2 separate regions of the Mus musculus genome follow, and region 1 is linked to region 2. A link is a contact called in public promoter capture Hi-C data. All regions are on one chromosome and are shown on one strand. The core of a region is the stretch at or near the end of the contact, and the rest is flanking DNA. Distances in the headings are between cores, read along the strand shown. Region 1 holds the start of Ipo11 (importin 11). Region 2 holds the start of Shisal2b (shisa like 2B).

Evidence for each region. Promoter capture Hi-C pulls out the DNA fragments that hold promoters and counts their contacts.
Region 1: a promoter capture Hi-C map of stem cell-derived epiblast-like cells shows a contact between it and region 2, with 9 times the contacts expected there. The contact joins the promoter of Ipo11 here to the promoter of Shisal2b in region 2. A contact is called at or near these places in 8 of 39 promoter capture datasets (the 3T3-L1 cell line, 3T3-L1-derived adipocytes, cranial neural crest and 4 more) and 2 of 115 datasets of contacts at active chromatin or transcription factors (astrocytes and stem cell-derived neural progenitor cells).

Annotation. Positions count from the first base shown.
Region 1 is chr13:106,935,591-106,942,206 of GRCm38.p6, reverse strand. Ipo11 (importin 11) reads left to right here and starts at 5,249. Exons shown (of 30, transcript NM_029665.4): 1 at 5,249-5,447.
Region 2 is chr13:104,859,316-104,865,730 of GRCm38.p6, reverse strand. It overlaps Shisal2b (shisa like 2B), which reads left to right and starts at 1,838. Exons shown (of 3, transcript NM_029984.1): 1 at 1,838-2,208. The coding sequence starts at 2,018.

The DNA.
Region 1 (6,616 bases), core at 4,000-6,499, 2.1 Mb before region 2:
GACTGAGCTACCAGCTCCGCCCAGGTTCCCTCGGATCCACAGATCACACACACACACACACACACACACACACACACACACACACAGAGGCCAATTATTGTTATTGTTGGGTTTTTTTTTTTTTGTTTGTTTGTTTTTTGTTTTTTGTTTCCAATGGCCAGGCTCCTCTAAGCCTTCCCTGGCTATTGCACCCTTCTTTTCACTCCCAGGTCAGCACACTAAATCTGTCTTTAATTTTAGCTGCTCAGTCACCTTTAGTCCCAGCTCAGCACCCCAAATTTGCCCTCATCTTAGTTATGTTTCTAACCTCTCATCTTGTCTTCTACCCTAGGCCCAGTCAGAGAAGCGGCAAATAGTCTAGATCTCACAAGGCTGATGGCTTTTTTTCCCCTCTGGTAAAAGACGGTAAATCTTTTTCTGGACAGGGGCGGGACCGGAAGTCCCGCCTATTCCACCCAGCTCATTGGCTACTAATATCTTTATTGATTGATCAGGAGCCAATTGTAGAGCAGGTCCTTTTAATGTTCACATGTAAATTCCGATCAAGGCATCAGAACCACAGACATGTGTCTGTTGTATAGGTGAGAAAGGTCAAGGGCAAAAATATATTGTATCTTACTTGTGATAGTGCAATAAATGACAACTGTTGCTTGAAATGAGGACTGGTTTTTGTAGGCTTGGAGCCTTAAAAGTATAGTGCTGGGCTGGAGAGATGGCTCAGAGGTTAAGAGCACTGGCTGTTCTTTTAGAGGTCCTGAGTTCAATTCCCAGCAACTACATGGTGGCTCATAACCATCTTATAATGATATCTGGTGCCCTCTTCTGGCCTATAAGCATACGTGCAGGCAGAATGCTGTATTCATAATAAATCTAATTTAAAAAAAGTTTTAATTACATTTTAAGTAATTAAAAGTAATAAAAGGGGTGGCCATGTGGTACAGTGCTGTCTAGCATGTGTGAGGCCTTGACTTTGATCTCCAGCACCACATAGTGTTACTACTGTAAATGTTTCCCACCTGTTAAGTCGTCTTGTATCAACTTAAGCTGAGACTGACCATACTAAAGGTAACAAGAGAATAGAAGAGAAATTGTCTTTCTTCCCAATACTGATGCCTGCATTAAGATGCTGAAACTGTTGAGAAATTTCAATAGAAATAAAAGTGAACAAAGAGTACACCAGCACAGGGGAAACCTGTTTTTTTGGTTTTTGTTTTTGAGACAAGTCTTACTACATAGCTCTAGCTAGCCTCAAACTCACAGAAGTCCACTTGCTTCTGTCTCTTGAGTGCTAGGATTAAAGGCATACACTACCATGATGAACAGGATTGATCAATTTGTGTGTGTGTGTGTGTGTGTGTGTGTGTGTGTGTGTGTGCATGCACACATTTGTACATGCACGCACCTGCCATGTTTGTGTGATGCCCACAGAGGCCAGAAGATGGCAACTGATCGCCCAGAGATGGAATCAACAGGTTGTTAACAAGCCACAGATGCTGGAATCGGAAAGAGCAACAAAGACTTAACTGTTGAGCCATCTCTCCTGCTTGAAAAATTGTTCTTGCAACTGGGATCATTTCAGTGTCTCTGTGGGTACCTACTATATTTTTATACTTATTTTTATATTATTTTCCAGTGTAGAAACAATTGTATTTATTATATTTAAAAGCTATTTGAGGAATAAGCATCTCATAAACTATTTGGTTACTTGTGTTAGTCAGATGTTTATCACTGTGACACATACCTAAGAAAAACAAGGGAAAGTGATTTTATTTTGTTTCATGGTCTCAGAAAGTTTGATCCAGGGACAGCTGGCTTTATTTATGAGTCTGGTAGGAAGGCATATTGAGGAAGGTCATGAGAGAGGATAGCTATTTACCACATGGCATCCAGGAAGCAAAAAAGACTAGTAGGGAGTGGCCAGGTACTAGAGGCACTCTTCAAATGCACACCCCTAGGAATCTCCTTTCTCTAACTGGACCCCCATGTTCCATAGGTATAACATTCAAATTTTTAACCAGTCAATAGATAAAAGCCCTCACGATCAACACCCTCGAAGACATATCCAGAAGTATGCTGTACTAATCCTGGAGATGTTCCTTAATCAACTCAGCTTAAGCATCATGATAATTCCAGTAAAACCTAGAACATGAAAACTACTCTGCAGAACTAATGGTCTTTGTAGTGCTAAGAATCAAATACAGTGCTTTGTGCATAATAGGCAAAGACTCTACCACTGAGCTTTGTTGAGAGATTATTTATGTGTGTGTGTGTGTGTGTGTGTGTGTGTGTGTGTGTGTGTATATATATATATATATATATATATATATATACATATACATACATACATAACACACACATATGTACACACATCTTTTAAATTCTTATTCTTTTTAAAGTTAGCTTGTGGGCTGGAGAGATTAGATTGCTCAGTGGTTAAGAGCACGGACTGCTTCTCCAAAGGTCCTGAGTTCAATTCCCAGCAACCACATGGTGGCTCACAACCACCTATAATGGGATCTGACACCCTTTTCTGGTGTGTGTCTGAAGACAGTGACAGTGTACTCATATAATTAAAAATAAATAAGTTTAAAGAAAAAAAGTTTGCTTGTTTGTTTACTTTTTGGGACGGGGTTTCATTTTGTAGTCCGGGGGACCTGGAATTCACCAAACCCATTCTCAAGTTTGTAGTGGTCCTCCTGCTTCAGCCTCCTGAGTTCTGGGATTGTTGAGCTGAGTTTTAAAGTTTATGTATTTTTATTTTTGTTTCTCTTAGCTAGGACTCACGTAGCTCAGGCTGCCCCCAGACTATTATGTGGCTGAGTCTGTCCTTAACCTCCTGATCCTTGAGTGTCCAAAACCCGTGTGCTGGGAATACAGATGTTCTGGGATTACAGATGTGCAGTAATGTGTCTGCTCTTTCCCTCCAAGACACAAAGATCTCAGTGTATAGACAAAGTTGTCCTGGACCTTATTATGTAAGCCAGGTTGTCTTAAAGCTCACAGTCTTCTTGCCTTTGCCTCCTGAGTTCTGAGATTACAGAGATGGGCCACTGTATCTGACTGATGTTATAAAAAAAGTAAGTGTGTGTGTGTGTGTGACAGAGAGAGGGGGTAAGGGAAGCCAATGTTTCTTTAATTAAATAACAACTTAATAATTATTTTATGTATGTGAGTGTTTTCCTTGAATGTATGTCTGTGCACTAGGAGCTTGCTGGTACCCTCACAGATCAGAAGGCTACATTGGATCCCTTGGAACTGGGGTTATAGATGGTGTGAACTACCATATGGATGCTGGGAATTGAACCCAGAACCTCTCCATGCTCTCTTAATCTCTGAGCTATCGCTACAGCCCCCTCAATGTTTCTTTCCTTCCTTCCTTCCTTCCTTCCTTCCTTCCTTCCTTCCTTTCTTTTTTTCCGAGACAGGATTTCTCTGAATAGCCCTGGCTGTCCTGGAACTCACTCAGTAGACCAGGCTGGCCTTGAACTCATAAATCCGCCTGCCTTTGCCTCCTGAGTGCTGGGATTAAAGGTGTGCGCCACCACGCCCAGCTCTCAATGTTTCTTTAATTTAGCATTTCATCACCAATTTTCTGCTTTCTCTTTGTAGTTCTCAATTGTATGCAAAAAGCACTATGTTTTCAAATACACACTGCGGAAATAGTTTAGTGGTTACAGTGCTTGCCTGGCATGTTCAAGGCCATGTGTTCTACTCTTAGCAACCCACCCTCCCCCACCCCCAAAAAGAAAAAGATTTCAAATATAACCTGAAGACACTCAATGATAAGTTAATTCTAATATTTTCCCTATTCTCTCAAAATTGAGCATGAAAATATAGTAATGAAGTACAGTGGATTGAGGGTTATTCATCTAGCTGTAAATATTTGTTTTGTCAACAATATGCACCTGCATCTTCCATTCAATACTAGTCAAAATTAGTACTTCTGAATACATCCTAATTTGGGGTCCTAGTATTCTAGACACACTTTGTGTATGCTTTTGTTGTTGTTGTTGTGTGTTTTTTTTTTTTTTTTTTTTTTTTTTTTGAGGCAGGGTTTCTCTGTGTAGTCCTGGCTGTCCTGGAACTCACTCTATAGACCAGGCTGGCCTTGAACTCAGAAATTCGCCTGCCTCTGCCTCCCAAGTGCTGGGATTAAAGGCATGTGCCACCATGCCCGGCCTGCGTATGCTCATTTTTTAAAATTAAACATTTCCTAAGATTTACAAAAGACCTATGACTCCAATAAAAGAGTTCTATTTTTCAAAATTTCTCTTTTTAATAACTACTTAATTCTTTCTTCCCACACTAACTATCGCTTGTCTCTCTACCATTGGACACATCCTCTGGGTGGTTGGCAACATTAGCATCAACGGGAATGTGGATACATTTTAGACCAACCATGTAGCTGTGAGTTTGTGCTACACCACTTTGTGCTCCCAGAGGATCACGCACTTCCACCCACTCTCCAGGAACTCTTTGGATTCTGGAATGAAAGCCACACACACATTAGCTTATTTTTGAAATGCCTTTGGTTAACTCAATGACTGGGCACTCCTAAACCTTCCCAACAGAGACTATATGCATGTAACCCTAACACTTGAGAAGTGGCGGCGTCGGAATTTGAAGGTCATCCTCAGCGATGCCAGCCTGGGGTCCTGAGACCCTGATTAAACAGCAGAACTCTAGCGGGGCGTGGTGGCACACACCTTTAATCCCAGCACTCGGGAGGCAGAGGCAGGCGGATTTCTGAGTTCGAGGTCAGCCTGGGCTACAAAGTGAGTTCCAGGACAGCCAGGGCTATACAGAGAAACCCTGTCTCGAAAAAACAAGAACAAAAAACAAAACAAAAACCAGCAGAACTCTAACCCCCACCCCCCAAAAAAAAAAAAAAAAACCAAAACCAACAATGCTCATCCAAATACCTATGGTGGCAGAGTTCATCAATGGGATTCTTTTGATGACCCTCTTCTGCCGTGACAGACTCCTAAACCAAGTAGCTGACAGAATAGTGAAGATGCAATGAATGGTTTTGACTTAGGCTTCGATCAGCGCAGGAGACTATCGATTTTCTCCGGACCTACGGTTTCCATAGTTACAGGGGCCCCTAAGCCGGCGCCTTGCTCCGGGTACCACGCAAGCGCACACAACCCTATTGGCTGCCGCGCGCCTTCGGGTTCGAACTCGAGTTCCTCCCTCCCCTTCCCTCCGCCGTCCTATGGCCTCCCTCCTCGGCCTCTCGGCGCTCTGGGAACCTGTGACGTAATTTTAGCGCGCCCTCGTCGTTTGGAGTGGCGACGCGGAACATGGCGCGTTCCTAGAAGCCGTTTTCGGCATCAGTAGGCGGCAGCGTGTGGACTAGGAGCGTGGGGGACGAGGAAGCAACCAACGCCGCTTCGTGTGGACAAGTGGAAAGGGGCGGGCCGGGCGGTTCCGGACCGAAGCACGCGGTGAGGCCCGGCCGCGAGCCGCGCGGATGGAAGGAAGGAAGGGAGGAGTGGGCTGGGCAGCGAGAGACCCCGCGCCGAGGGCGGAACGCGGGGTCCCGCGGAGCTGTGCGGCGTGGCCGTGGGCCCTCGCGGCTCTGGTGTAGCCCGGGCGAGCACGGGCTCCCGGGCTGTGGGAAGCCTCTGGGTGCTGGGTCCACGGTGCGGCGTGGCAGGGTCTGAGTGACAGGCTGAGCAAAGGCGAGGGTACCTATTGTGTCCCCTGTCGCCGGCCAGGGGGCTGTATTTGTCCTTGGAGGCTTTGGGCTGCACAGCACGAGGGAAACGTGTTCCCCTTCCCAAGACCGGTGTGTGGAGTTAGCTGCACACGCGACCTTGCCGTGGAAGCTGTGCTTTGGAAAGCTTTAAGCATTCCGATCGTTCCTTCACCTTTAAGGAAAAAGTGAAGGGACTTCAACATCAATTCTCCGAGAGGAGATTCATGCTGAGGTATGGCCGCCAGTGCACAGGCTCAGCGACTCCTGCAGCTTTACATTTGGGAATATTTGTGATTCAGCAAAATTATTTCGAGGCCCATAGCATTTGCTCTTTTCCCCTTAATTCTCTTATTGCGTGGTCAACGTGAGAATCTTACAGCAGAGTGATTTTTTTTTTTTTTTTTTTTTTTTTTTTTTGCGTACATAGCAAAGACCGGTAATCTGGCTTCTGGTGCCAAGGTTGTAGTTGGCACACCTCTTCTCCACACGTTACAGGAGCTCTGTTACATGCGATAATGCCTTTAAGATATGCTTGTTGTATAGAAGGAAGCAAGGAAGAGCAGTTGGCAACCATATATTTTAACCTCTCGTGGACTGAGATTTTTCTCTTCCATTTCCACATTATTTCAGAATTTTGTTCTTTGGTTAAGGGCAGAATGACTTCATTATATGAGCTTGATAGCTTTCTTTACATCATTACCTACATGGCTTGATAGCTTTCCCCACATCTTTGTTCCACACAGAGGAAAATTTTGGTAGAATTAGAATTTTTTTTTCCTGCTGGTGGTAGGATTGCAGACTTTTTTCTTCTTCTTTGGGTGTTCTGATGGTGTCTAGCATAAACATTTTAATTTATTTTGTGGACATGTGTAATAGCTATAGGGCAGGAGGGCATTTTTTTTTGCCTTGATTACA
Region 2 (6,415 bases), core at 589-3,088:
GAAAGAGCTCAAACAAAAATCCACAAAGCCCTCAACATTTAGTCAAACCCTTGTTTGTTACTCCTCTCTGCCTCATTTTTCTCTTTTTTTGCCCACTACTTTCTTTTGCCTTCCTGTGCATGTGATAGAATTGTATTCCTATGAGAGAGACCAAGCCCAGACCTAACTAAATTGGGTCCAATCTCTGGCTGAGTCTGTGGAATGCTAGAAACCAGATTGAATTCCCAGCTCTAGACAAAAAAAAAGAAACAAAACCCACGACACAATGGGTCCTGGCCGTAGATATGGCGCACTGCAGGATGTGGCGTCTAAGTGGAAACAGGTGAAGGAAGCCTTGTGAGGCTCCTCCTACCCACCCTCCTCCGCCCTGTGACAAATGTAGCTGCTGAGCAGCATGGGTGAGATTCAGGTGGAGTCTGGTTGGTTCTGAGTTGAGAATGTGACGCTGAGAATCCAGGAAGCCATGGGGGGTATCAGAACATGGTTCCAGAGAGGAGAGAATTGGGTGAGAGGACAAATGACCTATAGTCTAGCTTCGAAGGTACAAGAATGTTCAGCTTAGTACTGATCTGTATACATAGGGGAGGAAGCTGTCTGAGGCTGGGGAAAGAAACATTGAAAAGAGTAGAGAGAATGGTCTTTAAAGTTCCTGCTTCTACGCTTTTTGGCTAAGATCAAGTAAAAAGTTCCGACAGATCTGGAGGTGGTGGGGTCTGCTGCCACTGGTAAACTGCGATTCTGAATGCATGGAGTAGAATATTCAGAAAGCATTGGTTTCTGTAGGGAAAAATGTAGTCCCCAGGCCCATGCTGGCCCCGCCTAACAAGGTTTAAAAACAAATTGGAAAGAATCAAACTGCTTCCAAGTAGCTGTGTCCCAGAGCATGGCTGGGAAATATTTATAAGACTAGAAAAATATCCAGCACACAAGTTCATGATGTCTGCCTTCCAATCAAGCCCCTGGCCAAAGGAAGGAAGCAGAATTTGAAAATGAACAGGTGGGTATGGGGGACTTTTGGTATAGCATTGGAAATGTAAATGAGCTAAATACCTAATAAAAAATGGAAAGAAAAAAAAAAAGAAAAGAAAATGAACAGTGCTCTGCCCTGGAAATTCTGCAGGCACTAGCTTCCAGTGAAAGCTATTGTTATTTTTGTTCTTATCCTCCCCCCCCCCCCCGCAGTATTGTTTGACTTGCTACAACAAGGACACATCGCTAATGTTATTTCAAAAGACTGGACAAATCGCTTAGGAAAATGAGAATCAACGGAAAAAGTGGTTTCTGCACTTCAGAAGTGACCGAAAGTCTTCCCCTTTCTGCTTCACTTTCTGGAAGCTTCTCACTTTCTTTTCCACCATCTCTTGCCTTTCCTCCCTTTTCCATGTAGTTTAGGTGAACATGGGGGTGCCACTGTATGTTTTTTTAAAACACCCACAGTTAATTTTTCTAAGAGAATGTTGTTACCTGACTTTGAACACCCTGTACTCTCACTAAAGCTAATCAGAGGCCCTTTTACTAGCCTGCTCCCCAACCTGGATTAGTAGTCCACCCAGGTAAAGCCTTTGCAAGCCAGACCCCATTTGCCATGTCACTGGGCAAACAAAGTGCCATGACACTTTGGCTGTACCTGTGTAAACTGCACCCAAGCCCACCTCTGCTGTTCCCTCTACAGAGATCCTTCTGATGTGAAGACTGCTACAGGTTGTGATGAAGAGAATGAAACTGGAAGGGAGTCCGTAGAGAGCAAAGAAAACAGTCGGAGTTCCGGAGAGGGAGAAGAGGCAGAGGGCTGGGCCATCAGAGAAAGGGACCACTCAGAGACCAGACCCAGCGGTGAGAGCAGAGAGCTCCGGCACCTCGTGGACAGCGGGAGGTAGAGCGGAGAGGGCTCAGAGGCTGAGTGCCAGGCACTTGGACCCCAAATCGCAGGAGGCGCCCAGGGTTGCCTGGGCTTGGGACGAGCGCAGTCCGAGCACACATCGCACGCACCTCGGGATCCTGAGCACGGCCGCCGGCGATGAGCCAGAGCAGCCGCCTGTGCTCGGGCTACTACAGCCTCAACCGCAGCTTCGTGGAGCCTTTCCAGTGCCCGCAGCGCGGCGATGGGGCCGCGCTGCTCTATTGCTGCGGCTTCGCAGACCTCAAGTACTGCTGCAGCGAGCCGGGCAGCTACTTCCCCTACAAGCACAGCTACATGTGGAGCCTCAGGTGGGCAGGGCAAGGCAGGGCAGGGCAGGGCAGGGCAGGGCAGGGCAGGGCAGGGCAGGGCTGGGCAGGGCTGGGCAGGGCAACCTCCTTCTAGACCCGGGAAAGTGACCAGTGAAAGACACAAAGCTGGAATCAGGGAAGTCTAGCTCCGGCTGGGTTCAGGTCCTCGTGCCAAGGCGCCAGATTTCTGAATGGTTTCTGCAGAGAACCCTGGAGACAAATGAGAACCCTGTATATATCCCAGGCTACCCCAGGGACCACTGCTTGTGAGATGAGCTGGAAACTCTACTAACAAGACTGGAGGTTTTAATTCCTCTTCAGGTATTTGTTGATATGGTACATTTGAATGGAAAGGACGCTTCTTTGGAACCCAGGTTGAGGTATTGGACCAATGGAGTACTTAGAGTCACTGGGCAGCTGGGGTCTCTCTCTCTCTCTCTCTCTCTCTCTCTCTCTCTCTCCCTCTCTCTCTCTCTGTGTGTGTGTGTGTGTGTGTTTGTGTGTTGGCTTGAGTAGGTGCTACATACAACTAGGCTTTACAACTTGCTCTTCTCAGCGGTTCGGACACTGACACTGCACAACCAGACTGAAGGGTCGAGCACGGAAGGAAGAGCTTGAGTTACTCTGCTTACACACAGTGTGTCCTTTCTAGACACCCTTCCCTCGCACCTGAACCATTTGACCATGGCTTGACGTCTGGTCACTTTTCAAAGACAAGCCTTTCTTGATTCTTTTTCCTACATTGTACCCCCACCCCCACCCCCCGCTTATTTCTGTTCAGACTTTATGCTTGTTTTCACATTGAAATGCTCCCTCTAGAAGACTGCAAACTTAGAAACTTTAAATTTGATTCTTTTCTTTTGTGTACAGAATGAATGGAATCTTAATATTATAGGAAAGAACTTAAACTCCTAACATAAATTGTGTGTGTGAGCGTGTGTGAGGGTGTGTGTGTGTGTGTGTGTGTGAGAGAGAGAGAGAGAGAGAGAGAGAGAGAGAGAGAGAGAGAGTGTGTGTGTGTGTGTAGAGGAGGGGGAGGCAGGGAGAGAGAGAATTAGCTAGCATGAGTTACTATCACATCACTTTCTCATTACAATCGAGAACTAGACACACATGTCAGATCAATAGCAAACAAAGTAGGACAAAGTTGGCAGAACATTATGTCAACTTATTTTGTCCTCAATAGATTATTTGGGGGAAGAAAGTGATGGACTGTCCTGTTATCTGGGCTTTTCTAGACACGCTCAGACAGTCATTCATCTGTGAGTGCTTGAAAGTGTTGATGAGGGTAGAATTAGTGCCAACTGAGCCTGGCAATGCCCAAATCAAACTCTATTGAAAATGGTGCCCAAGATCTTCAGATCTCTAGATGCCACAGTGACAAGCAGAAAGGGCCATTGAACATTCCTGAGGTTTTCGAGAACACAAAGGAGGGATCAGCCTTCTGGGGTCTATCTTCATCAGGACAAAACAGATAGTTAGTCCAGTGTCAGGGGAAATAGGAAAATCACTTTAACTGGGGGCATCAGTTGGCTACATTGAACCAGGGGTTCCTGTGAATTGCTGAGCTCTGGAAACGCCACAGGAGGATACATTTATGAGAGCTTCATTTCTCTTCTATTCTTTGCTCTTCGATCCTAATTTAAAATACTCCAACTGCGAAACATATTACAGAAGTCAGTAGCTTTGGAACTGAGATTCCACAGCTGCTAGAGACAGGCAGCCAGAGCTACCTTGAGGCGAGGGCAGGTGCTAAGTAGGAGAATGGCTATATGGATGTGCCGACAGCTTCTCACACTTTCTAACAGTGGAATGCTAGGAAGGACAATTCTCCCTTTCCAGTGTCTGCCCCATTCATTTCTTCCCTACTCTTCTAAAACCCTAAATTCAAAGAGTCTACTTCAGTAACCTTTTCCAGGTCTTAAGAAAATGAGGCTTATTTATCAGAACCATTCATGAATGGATGCTGAATAAGTATTTGTTGACATGACCAACTTAAGGGACTCCTGGATCTCCATCGTTACATGAAGGTCTTCAGGGACAAAGCAATGCTTCTGTAATATGGGGCCGTGGCGCTGCAGCAGTTAACATACCTTTGGAGTTTCCTCCACACTGTGGAGTCTTTTAAAACCTCGTGCATTAAACATTCATGATGTATACGCTCCGTTTCATTAGGTTAGCACATTTTAATTTACTAAGTCACTTTTTACTTTGAAAATTATTTTTCAGCAACTGGGATTCTCATTTCAGGGATCTGTCCACATGCCTCATCTCTCTGCTTTATGCACAAAAATCATAGATTGCATTCGTGCATGTCTGTGTATAGGAAAGTGATCCTAACCCTCCTGGATACCGTCTTCAGAACGCAAGGTGCAAGGGCTTTTTCCTCTAATCCTATTAGAGCAAAGGACAGCCAGCATAGTAGCCTCCAGGTTCAAATATATAACTCTGTTTCGATTCTGCCATACAATTCCCCAGTCTTCCCTATATGCAGGGATGTCTGGGACAGTTAATAAATCAAGCGTGAGAATTTGGAACTTTGTATCCATGTTGTCTGCAGCTCAGGAGACAAGCTCTTGTGTGCAAGCCTGTTTTATTGCATCAGATCAATTGAGAATGGAGTAAACAGCCTGTCGCCTTCAATACTGTTCCTTCTCCCAAGGCAGTGGCACTCCTAGTGTCCCCAGTCAAACTCCCCCTTTTCCTTTTGCTAAAGTCAAGCTTGCTAGGGCCTGATCCCTGAGAGAAAGCAGAAGCCTGAAGACAAGCCAGGAAGATAATGAAGACGGAGATCATTATTTCTCAGTGATGTGCATTCCAAATTGCTACAGGCAGATCAATCATAAGTTAATTAGTATTTACTTTCATCTGTTGAATATTTTCTATAAACTAAACACTTAAAGTGTTCACAACCGGCTGAAATCTGCTCTTGAATAGCCTAACATCTAATTATGGCTGTTTACACATGACTCGAGAGACACAAGTCTGCGTACAGTTCAGCACAATGCTGCTTTTTCAAATCCCCTCTCTTGCTTGATAGTACTAAGTGCACACGTTTATAAAAACGTATACTTATACTTTAGTGTCTAGCCATATGTATAACCACATATTGAATGATTACAAAGGTGATGCAGGGGAGATGACAGTTGAGGACACATTTGACCGTTGGAGGAAGGGACATGGGCTTCTTTTCTGGTGCTAGGCAGGAAAATCTCAGACTTGAATTTCAGATGCATTCTGAAACCAGTTTTCTTTTAACTAAACTCTCTTCTCTTATGCAATGGTTGTAGCTTTGTATATCGTCAAGTCCTGCCTGGCCATGGAAGAGATAAGGTGACATGGTTCCTATCCCTGGAGCAGAGTCACCAAGGCATGGGCCTCCATGAGTGTTGATGGTTGCTAGGCATGAGGCTTGTTTGTATAATAATGAACATGACTTACATTATGTTCCTCCTTTAGGAATATTCTCCCTGCAAAGATTATTGAGGAACGTTCTTCTCTCTGCTAAATTTAATTAGTCCATGATAGTCAGAGACAGCATGAGTCCAAGAGGAAAGGGTATGTCTGATGTCCGCCACAAAAGTAGTAAATGATGAGATGTTCAAGACAACCCTTAAGGCTGTGGGAAAGAACCCTGAAAACATGAATTAAAAAATATATAAACAGAACTTCTCAACTCTGCAAAATATAAGGATGCAGGATGAATTATATGAGGAGCGTCATGGACCTAAAAAAACAGAGACAGCCACACTATGAGCCAGTTTGTCAGAAAGATACTAAGGAAAGATTTGGGGAGTGGAGATTATGGGGCAAGATCCCACACAGCTAAGTTTATTGTTTGTGCAAAAGTTGCCAGATTCCTGAGTTCAAGGTCAGCCTGGGACAGAACTAGTTTAGGCTCAGGATGGTGGGAATGATGATCTCAGAGCCAGACCCCATCCGACTAGCTTATTGTCTGTGTTTACAAAATTAGGCAGACCTCTGAATTTACTGTTACATTTTTTAAAAATGTACTTGTCTTTTTCTAAGAATCAAGGGGCTAAGGCCATAAAATGCTGATAATCAAAAGGGAAATTGGGGTGGTTGATTGAATTGATATGTAAATAAAAGACTGGGCTATGATCTTTGAGAGCTGAGCTATCTTTTTTTAATTAGATATTTTCTTTATTTACATTTCAAATGTTATCCCCTTTCCTAGTTTTTCCTC